Linked DNA regions of Mus musculus: region 2 is linked to region 1. Evidence: chromatin contacts called from public HiChIP or PLAC-seq data. All regions are on one chromosome and are shown on one strand. The core of a region is the stretch at or near the end of the contact, and the rest is flanking DNA. Distances in the headings are between cores, read along the strand shown.

The links. HiChIP or PLAC-seq counts read pairs in DNA pulled down with a chosen protein or histone mark.
Region 2: a contact with region 1 is called in an H3K27ac HiChIP or PLAC-seq map of regulatory T cells, with 3 times the contacts expected there. The contact joins two enhancer-like sites. A contact is called at or near these places in 1 of 39 promoter capture datasets (the 3T3-L1 cell line), 1 of 15 datasets of contacts at CTCF or cohesin (the NIH/3T3 cell line), 7 of 484 Hi-C or Micro-C datasets (the 3T3-L1 cell line, CD4 T cells, Th17 cells and 4 more), 4 of 115 datasets of contacts at active chromatin or transcription factors (T-cell acute lymphoblastic leukemia, embryonic stem cells, kidney and 1 more) and 3 of 9 other capture datasets (adipose tissue, liver and pancreatic islet).

The regions. Positions count from the first base shown.
Region 1 is chr5:110,492,850-110,497,521 of GRCm38.p6, forward strand. No RefSeq gene overlaps it. Among named protein-coding and RNA genes, the nearest start is that of A630023P12Rik, 20 kb to the right of the region's middle. Within about 2 kb of position 1,727, at least 53 of the 459 cell types and tissues checked have an H3K27ac peak or open chromatin away from gene starts, as enhancers often do. A contact at or near this core is called in regulatory T cells, where this site is marked.
Region 2 is chr5:110,596,123-110,600,737 of GRCm38.p6, forward strand. Galnt9 (polypeptide N-acetylgalactosaminyltransferase 9) reads left to right here. Exons shown (of 11, transcript NM_198306.3): 5 at 1-141. Among named protein-coding and RNA genes, the nearest start is that of Galnt9, 54 kb to the left of the region's middle. Within about 2 kb of position 1,514, at least 61 of the 459 cell types and tissues checked have an H3K27ac peak or open chromatin away from gene starts, as enhancers often do. A contact at or near this core is called in regulatory T cells, where this site is marked.

The sequences.
Region 1 (4,672 bases), core at 477-2,976:
CTATCTTCCTGCTCTCCCACAGGTCTGCCCTTGGGGTTCTCTCTACCAAGGCATGAGGCAGGGTCCTCTTTCACTCCTCTTTCCTTTTTCTTTTGGTTTTTCGAGACAGGTTTCTCTGTAGAGCCCTGGCTGTCCTGGAACTCACTCTGTAGACCAGGCTGGCCTCAAACTCAGAAATCTGCCTGCCTCTGCCTCCCAAGTGCTGGGATTAAAGGCGTGCGCCACCACTGCCCGGTGTGTGCTGCTATCTTAGTTCACTGACTCAACTGACTGACTAGAACTCAGAGATCTGCATGCCTTTGTCTGTTGCGTGTTGGGATTAAAGGTGTGTACCTGGACCTAAGCTTTTCTTTAGCTGAAACTTTCTGTATACCAGGCTGGCCTTGAACTCACAGATCTGCTTGCCTCCATCTCCAGGGATTAAAGGTGTGTCTGTGTTCCAACTGGATCACACAGACCTATGTAGAGGGAACATCTTGTGTATTGTATGGATTAAAAATTTAAAAAAACCTATGGCCTATAGAAAAGGGTAGAATAGAAGGTGGAACATCCAGGAGGCAGAAAGAATTCTGGGATAGGGCCAGGTCCCGGGTTCATCCAATGTAATGAGACAGATACATGGTATCTGAGCACAGGTAACTAGTCACATGGCAGAATGTAGATTTGAGTAAATGGATTATAGTAAATTGTGATCTAGTTAGGGAAGAGCCTAGCTATATGGCCAAGGTATTTGTAAATATATTTTGAATCTGAGTCTTATTTCTGGGAGCATGTTGCTGGGAGGAAGAACCAAGTTCAAACTTCTACAGACCCGAAAGTCTTTGGATGTGACCCCTTGCCAGAGTAGCCATGTTGCTGTATTACAATTTCTCTACACACGTAGAAGACACCTGAGCAGTTCTCTTCAAAATTAAGATGGACAGAGCCCTGGGCCAGGTCCTAGACAGTTGGAAAAGCTGGCAACTTCGGGGATCTCAACAACCCTTGCAGCCTACAAGAAGCAGGGCCAATGGTGGTTTTCTATATGTAGTAAGCACTAGAGAACTTCAGGACAGTGTTAGAGAACAAAAGTGCCTGTGGGCTCCCGGCATGTAGAACCAGATATGACCACAAGGTGACAGCAGCACCCTTCATACCGGTCAGAAGCTAGGCCAGGGGGTGGCCTGTCTTTCCAAGCCGGCAGCAGGCCAGCTGTGACTTGCAGAGTCTGACTTAGAGGGCAACTAGGGCTCCTCACAACAAGAATACCTCCCTCTTCAGGCTTAGGCCTGTGATGTGGTCCCTGCTCTTTTTGTAAGTTCCTCTCTCTTGTCTTCTTTCTTATTCTTTCTCTGTCTCTCTGCCTCCTCATCTCTACCTTTGTCTATTTCCCTTTGTCTGATGGTGTCTTTCTGTTTGCCTGTCTTTCTTTGTCTGCCTTCCCTTTTGATCCTGAACTGTCTGGGTCCAGATCCTAGGACTCCCTTTTTAGCTGGGTTGTCTCCAGATGGTACCATAACTTTCTACTCCTCAGGGTCCTTATTTCTGACACGGGAAAGCAGCTTCTGCAGTAAGTGGGGCTGCTATAGGGCTCAGACGAACAGTGGGGTATCTGGGAGGATCATGGTCTTGCACATACATGTGTTACATTAACGTGAAGAATCCTCTGTTTTGTGTGGTCTGGGCATGTGTTTCAGACACACTCTTCATCCTTCTCAGTCAGCTCGTTCTTGTTCCTTGTACGGGTGAGTGGAGTTGAGAGAGAATAGCTGGGCATTGGTCCAGGCTCTACATAGCTCTCAGGGTCCCATTATTCCTGTGGTTTGGCAGAAAGATGTGCTTAGGTTGGTAACCTGCATAGACTTCCTAGTTCCAGAGCCAGCCTAGGGTTGTGGTCTCCAGTTCCCCCAAAGCCTAGGCCTGACTAATGTGTATGAAGTCCTTCTGTTGTTCAGAGGTGAGGGCCTAAAATGTACCAAAAATAGTCTACACAGCTGGGGAAGGCAGCCTACACTTTAGCAGCTGATACGCCAGAGTTCACACTGACAGAGAAGACCTTACCTGATACCACTCTGACATCTCAGACCCTTCCCAACAGCCCGGCATGGCCTGGATTCCTAGGCAGGAGATATACTGGGCAGAACCAGGAGCCTCAGCTCCTAATAGCACCCAGATGTCACCAGCACCATGGGGCCTACGGCCACATCTCTTCTCTAAGCTACTACTGCCGATGGCGGCCCAGGGGCAACACTTGAATTCTGTTTGTAATTAAAAGAAGGTGCCCTTTAAAAACTGCTCACTGTTTCTGCATCTAGGCAGCAAATTATCTCAAAGTGGATTTTCTTTGTTCTGAGAAGCTAATTGATGGGCTATGTGTATGCATAAGCACGTGCGTGTGCGTGCGTGTACATAGAATGTGCTTGGGGGGTTTTCAGCCCTTGTCACATGATGTAGACATTCAAGGGCTTTGCAAAGACACAAAGCTCCATGCCTGCCCCAGAAATAGTGGTTCATCTGGTTAGAGGGGCCTTGGCTCCCAGGAAGCTGCAATGGGCATCTTAGGAAGACTTAGATAGAATAAGGTCCTCAGGTGTCTGGTGTATAAGGGCCAGGCCCTGATGCAGAGGTCTCTGCCCAACCTTGGAGTTCCCAGTAGGCTCATCATCAGGCTAACCTTGCTTTTTTATTTTTTTTGTTTTTCGAGACAGGGTTTCTCTGTATAGCCCTGGCTGTCCTGGAACTCACTTTGTAGACCAGGCTGGCCTTGAACTCAGAAATCTGCCTGCCTCTGCCTCCCGAGTGCTGGGATTAAAGGTGTGCGCCATCATGCCCAGCTATCCTTGCTTTTGAGGCTTGATCCTAACCCTGGCCCCAGGGAATGTTGAGTTTCTTACCCAGACTCTGTGAGTAATTCCAACTCAGTCATTGTAGGCGTGCCACCTCTGTTAGGGGCTTAGAGGACATGTGAAGTCCCACCCTCTACTTCAGAATGTGGCAGAGGGGTACAGGTCATTGCAGATGGAATTTAGGGTGAAGTAGCATGTTCTAAGCCAACTATGGACATTTGCACCAATCCAGACACAAAGAAGCCATTTAAGCAGGAGGCACATTTGGGGGGAATGCTTCTATAAGTCAAGGAACTCTAAAGATTTTCAGTCTCCCTCAGCAGCTCAGGACTCAGCCTGTGAGCTCAATCCTGTTGTATAAACCATCCATAGAAGGTGGGTACTGTCTGGAGGAGGGGAAAGGGTACAACCATTAGAAAGGCATTAAGCAGGAGTATCAGCCACAGTGGGTAACAGTGGGCATTTCAATACCAAGGCTTGGCTTTCTCTGTGTACCCTGGCAGAATGCTAACTTCTTTATGAAGGTGAACCTTCTCACCAAACCCAATCTGTGTTTTCTCAAGCTAGGTTGTCTTGTGCTGTCTATGGAAAAAATTCCTCTCCTTCACTTTCTTCCTGTTCCTGGCATTATGGTGAACTATGAAGAAGTGGGTGTGGAAGGATGCTTTCTTCTGTGAAGGACAGATTCGTTCAACTCCAGCATTAGTGTCCCTGCATTCTGTCTGTTTACATCCACTGTGTCACACAGAACATCCTCAGTGGTGGCTCAGCTCATCCCTGGCCTCATTTGGCCCACAAGAGGCCAGCAAGACCTCGGGAATACAAGCGAAACCAAGACATTGTATAGTTGAGGATATCTCTGCAGTCAGAGAAAGTAGTCCCTTGCCTTGGCATTTTTCCTACACTGGAGTCATGGACAGGTCCCTCAGGATGCCCTCAGCCTTAGCTTTCGTCTGGGTGCAGGCAAGCTTCACAGGGATGTCTCTACCTGGGGTAGGTGTATACTGACTGAGCTACTCAGCTTTCAAATCTGCATTGCTGGTCTTAGCCAGAACCTTCCAGGGCCTCCGACCTCTCATCCCAGCTGACCTATGCTCACCAGGGACTGGAGAATGAACTTACCCCACTGCCAACTTGGCTCCCTGGCTATGATAAGGGTTTAGGGGCATAAGGTCCCTATGGCTTGGACCTTCCAAATCCAAGACATACACTAGTCCCGTGTGCCACATCATGTAGGGAGTGGCAAGAGTGGCCCTACGGTGGGTGCTGCCTTCTATCCTTTTTCTAGGGTTCTTCTCACCTCTAGATCTCAGGTGAGCATTATGTGTGTCCATGTTTTCTATGATGCTGATCACCCATCCCAGAGCAAGAAGCTATCAAGCTGGTGGGGAAAGAGTGCTGTGGCTGGACTTCTCAGAAGCATCAGACATTGGCAGCCCTTGGATGGGGTCTGGGTGAGGACATGAGGGACCTTGGTGGCTTCAGTTACACAGAATGGGCCCTGGCTTTCCTATCACAGGGTCAGATAGGTCATTGTCCTTTCAGGAGCAATGGCAGGGAAACAGCTCTGGTCAGGGCACATCCTGAAGTTGTTAGAGTAGGCTGTAGATATGGAGCTATGAGCCAACAGCTCACTCCTGGAGTCTATCCCACTGAGCCCTGGCTTGTCTGTGGTCTGTAGGAAAGGCACCGGGGTGGAATGAAGACTTCTTCTTAGCAAGCCTGGAGAATGGTATCTACTGAAGTTAATGGTTGAATTGGGGCTTAGACAAAGCCTGGTGTCTTGGCAGCTAAGGTCTGGATATGAATGGCTTTCATTGTTCAAGGTCTTCTCGTAACACTGGGAG
Region 2 (4,615 bases), core at 264-2,763, 100 kb after region 1:
CATCGACAACATCAAGTACAGCACGTTTGAGGTACAGCAGTACGCCAGCGCCGCCCACGGCTACAACTGGGGCCTGTGGTGCATGTATATCATCCCTCCGCAGGACTGGCTGGACCGAGGTGACGAGTCAGCGCCCATCAGGTGAGCCAGGGTCAGTGTGGGAGTTGGGAAGTTCCACCAAAGCTGGCTCAACACCAAAGGGAGAATCGTTTCCAAGTGTCCCTACTCACAGGGGCAGGGAGTGCCAAGATTACAGAATAGCCATGGTCAGGGGACATGGACAGGGCTGGCTCAGATCCAAGTCCAGAATGATGACCAGGTCAGATTAGATTGTTGTCTGGCTGTGTGATCTTGGAGAAAGGAGAGGTAGAGAGAGGAAGAGAGAGACTAGAGGAGATAGCAATGGAGAGGCAAGGTCAGAGACAGACAGGTTGAGTGAGTGACAGAGAGTGAGACAGAAACGGAAAAACAAGACAGACTGAGAGACAGCAACAGAGGGAGACACAGACTGAGAGACAAAGAAAGGGTAAAGGTCAGAGACATGAAAACACAGCCAGGGACAGAGAAAGTCAGAAACAGATAGAGACAGACAGAGATAGAGAGACAGTGAGGAAAGAGAGGCATAGAGGAAAGAGACTGAGAGAGACAGAGAGGAGGAGAGATAGAGACACAGAAAAGCAGATAGCAGCGGAGAGCAGAGGAGGCAGCCATGGAGAAGCCCTGAGTGTGGGCAGAGAGGACAGCCCATGACTGGACTGTGTTCCGTGAAGGTAATGAATACCCTGACCTCACATTACCCTAGGGAGCATTTTCTTTTAGTTTTAATTGGTTCTTTAGACTCAGGAGCAAGTTCCACCATTTCATGAGATCTGGGAGTCCCATTCATCCAAAAGAATTATGGGCTCTGTCCTACAGGGAACATGGGAGCTTGTCTGTGGGAGACCCTGCTGCTACCTGTCATTCGTCTGGTTTTGATGTTCCCCTACTCAATCAGTTTTCTTTCACCTGCCTGCTCCCATTAGGACAGTCTCTGTGGTTTTCAGGCTCTTTCTGGGGTAGCTCCACCTCCAGCCACACCACCTGATGAGCCCCTGGGAAATCTGTACCTTCACATCCACTTTCCCCTGGGGACCTACCTGGGCTCCAGAACTGTCTTTGGAGTGACTGAACATCTCCAGGTCCTGCTGGGCCCAGGCTGCTGTTGTGCACCTTGCCCTACTTCCCTACAGGGTTGTGAGAGTTGGTAGGATGACCTCCTTGCCTCCTGGTAAAAATGGCACCTTCTGGTTAGAATGCTGCAGGCAGCTGCGGTCCCTTGGACCAGCCGCTCCTGTAGGAGGGTCTTCTGAGGCCTCCCAAGCTGGTGCCCAGCTTGAACCTGCAGACTGAAGAACTAGTGCATTGAAATGCTTTGCTCATCTCCTTTCCACTGACAAAGAGCTATAGGTAGTAAATCTAGAACTCGGGCATTGTGAGATGAAATCATTTGGCATGGAAGGTGGGGTTAGGGGAGGGGCAGAGCAGAGCAAAACAAAACAAAACCGTCATCTCAGAGGAAATGGTTTTACAGTGCTAAGACTAAGGAGCTTCCAGAGCTGGCCAAGTGCCATCTCTCTAAACCTCTTAGCTCCACAAGGTCATTTTCTCAAAGATGGACCAGGAATCTTGGAGCTGCCTGGGCTGCAATGATTTCCTAGGCAGGGCTCTGGGCTCCAAGCTTCCCAAAAGCACAGGCCCACAGATGGGTCCCAAGGGGCTCATTGAAGCAGAGAGTGACAGTCTGAAGGTTATTTTTTTCTTCATTCGAGATTCATCTCATGATCCCAATTAGTAGCAAGATAAATGCTTCGTGTATGACATTTTAGAAATCAGAAGAAGTCCGAGCGAGGCCCAATGGGAGGCATCTTCCACATTTGTGCCAGGCTCTGTCTGGATATGCAAGAGACAGTGGAGAACAAAGCTTGATGTCCTGATTGAGCCTTGTGGGACGCCGATTCCCAAAACCCTTTATTACAATCATCCCAGAGCCGTTAACCCTGCTGCCAAAATCGAGCTAACTAATGGGGCTGACTTAACAGATACCACTTTTTTTTTTTTTTAAAAAAAAGCACATGGCTAAGCACTGGAAGATGCTACACAGAAACCCAAGCTGAAAAGATGCAGAGACACCACCACATACCTACAAGGGTGCTTAAAATGAAGACCAGTAATATTTTAAGGGGGCAGGGCACACAGAAGCACATGCCTGGCTAGCGGAAGCCACTTTGGAGAACTGCCGTCTCCTGTAAAGATGCAAGAACTCTCTGTATCATCCGGACATTCTATTCTTGGCAGGTTTTTCAAAAATGAATGAACACACAGCCCACAAAAAGGCTTGCAATGACAATTTTAAAAATGCTCACTGTAGAAACAAGCCAAGTGTTTTGACCCGGGGTGAGTTCTGGCAGACATTGCCTCCCTTATTCTGGAAGGGAATGGGGGAGTCACAGAGGAGAGGAGAGGATACTAACAGACATCCTCTCCCCCGTGGATTTGCCGTTGGAGCTGGTCTGATGCATCTGGTGTCATCAACTGTCTTGATGTTATTGTCTCTCCTGCTTGAGAGTCTAAGGCTTCATCTCCCTAAACTCTGGAGTACGAGGAGCAAGGAGGGTGGGGAACCCATCACTGCTTCCCTCCCTGTGGCACATGAGGAGAGACAGGGAATCCAGTCAGACACTGCCTCCCTCGCTGCCAGAATACGAGGAAGTGTGGGAGAGAATCCTGTCAGAGGTTTCCTCCCTCACAGTGTCAGAGCAGAAGCAACAGGGGAGAATCCTGTCAGCTCTCTCCTCCCTCGCTCTGGGGTGTGAGTGACGCTGGGGGCGGGTCTCACCTTCCTCACAGTGCTGCAGCAGGAGCAACAGAGGAGGAAGAACCCTCACTTTTCACCTCACCCACTCCATGGTATCAGGAGTAACAGGGAGGAATCTGGCTCGCTTCGGAGGATCAGAAATCTAAGACAGAGCCCATCAGACAGCGTTTTACTCTGTTGTCAGGAGCAGTGGCGCCTGGTCCTGTGTGGCTTCTCACAGCTGAGGATCTGGACTGATTATTGCTCCTGACCAAGGTTGATTTCTCTCACATGAGGAGATCTATGCTGATTCCTCAAAAGTGTGACTGGCAGTAGAATGGAATCTGCCTGTGGGTAGAGACATGCTATGATCTCCTTCCTTAATTAAGCCGCCTGAGCAGGGCAATGACCTGGCTAAAGGGACCATCCTTTAGGAAGTCAGATTCACCTAACGCCATGCTAAAGAGAGGGAAGGAATAATTAACCTTTAATGAGATCATGTATTGTCCTTTCCTGGAAAGCCTGCCCCTGTTACAATCATAACCTCTACTTCCATGAGGTTCTAGCAGGTCTACCCACCTTTCTGAGGAGGGTCTCTCTCAGAAAGTCTCTCTCTCTCTGATACTGTCTCTCTCTTTCTGATGTTAGCCTAAGTCTGGGTGTGCCCTCCCTCTCTTTGGGCTTTTTAGATCTTTCTCCAAAGCCGTCCCACCACTTGGTTGCTTCTCTGTCATGGTATCTTAACTCAAATAGTAAAGGGCATGGCTTTTCCCGTCCTTCTCCTCCCCCTCTCCTTTCTCTCCTCTCCCCTCCCCTTCCCCTTCTCTCTCCTCCCCTTTCCTTCCTCCCCTCTTCCCTTCACCTGTTCCTGCTCCTCCTCCTCCTCTTCCTCCTCCTTCCCAGCCCCCTCACCCTTTTGAAATAGGGTCACACTATGCAATTCTGGCTGGCCTAGAACTTGACATGTATATCAGGATGCCTTTGGGCTTCCTCAGAACTGGGATTAAGGGCATTTGTCTGCCCCTGAGATTTAACTTGTAAAATTCTAATAAAATTACCTTCAAGCTTAGAAAGAAGGAGGAGGAGGAGGAAGAGGAGGAAGAGGGAAGAAGGAGAGGAAGAGGAGGAGGAGGAGGAGGAGGAGGAGGAGGAAGAAGAAGAAGAAGAAGAAGAAGAAGAAGAAGAAGAAGAAGAAGAAGAAGAAGACGACGACGACAACGACGACGACGACAACCACCTGACCCTGACCAGATCCTAAGGAGAAAGCACCTTCCCTACACAGTCAAACATCCCATCCTCTATCGCCTTCCATGAAAAACTGGAGGTCATTTAACAGGTTGTGTTGGGAATGAGAAATACCAGAAAGTTCCCAGTTTTGAACACTGGTTCTGAACTGACTGCTTGTGACCTCCACACAGACCCACAGCTTCTACAAGTCAGGTGCCCATGGAATGTGCTTCTGGCTCATCGTCACACTGCGGACGGCTCCCGTGGGCCTCCAGAATCACTGCTGTGCTCTCCAACTATGTAACTGGAATAGGATATTGGAGTCAAGTGTTACCCAAATAATAAAACTACCAGGAGTGAAAGAGAAACGTGGAGGAGAGAAGTCTGGAAAGGTGAGGGGACATGAGAATGAGGACTCAGATATACCCACCAAAAGCCAGTTTCTCCCTGGCCATTCCTTGACCTGGCCTGACTGTTGGTGGCTGTATATACTCCAGTAACAGCCAAATAATATTCTGCTCTGCACAAACCATCATTTATCAATCAACTGCAGAA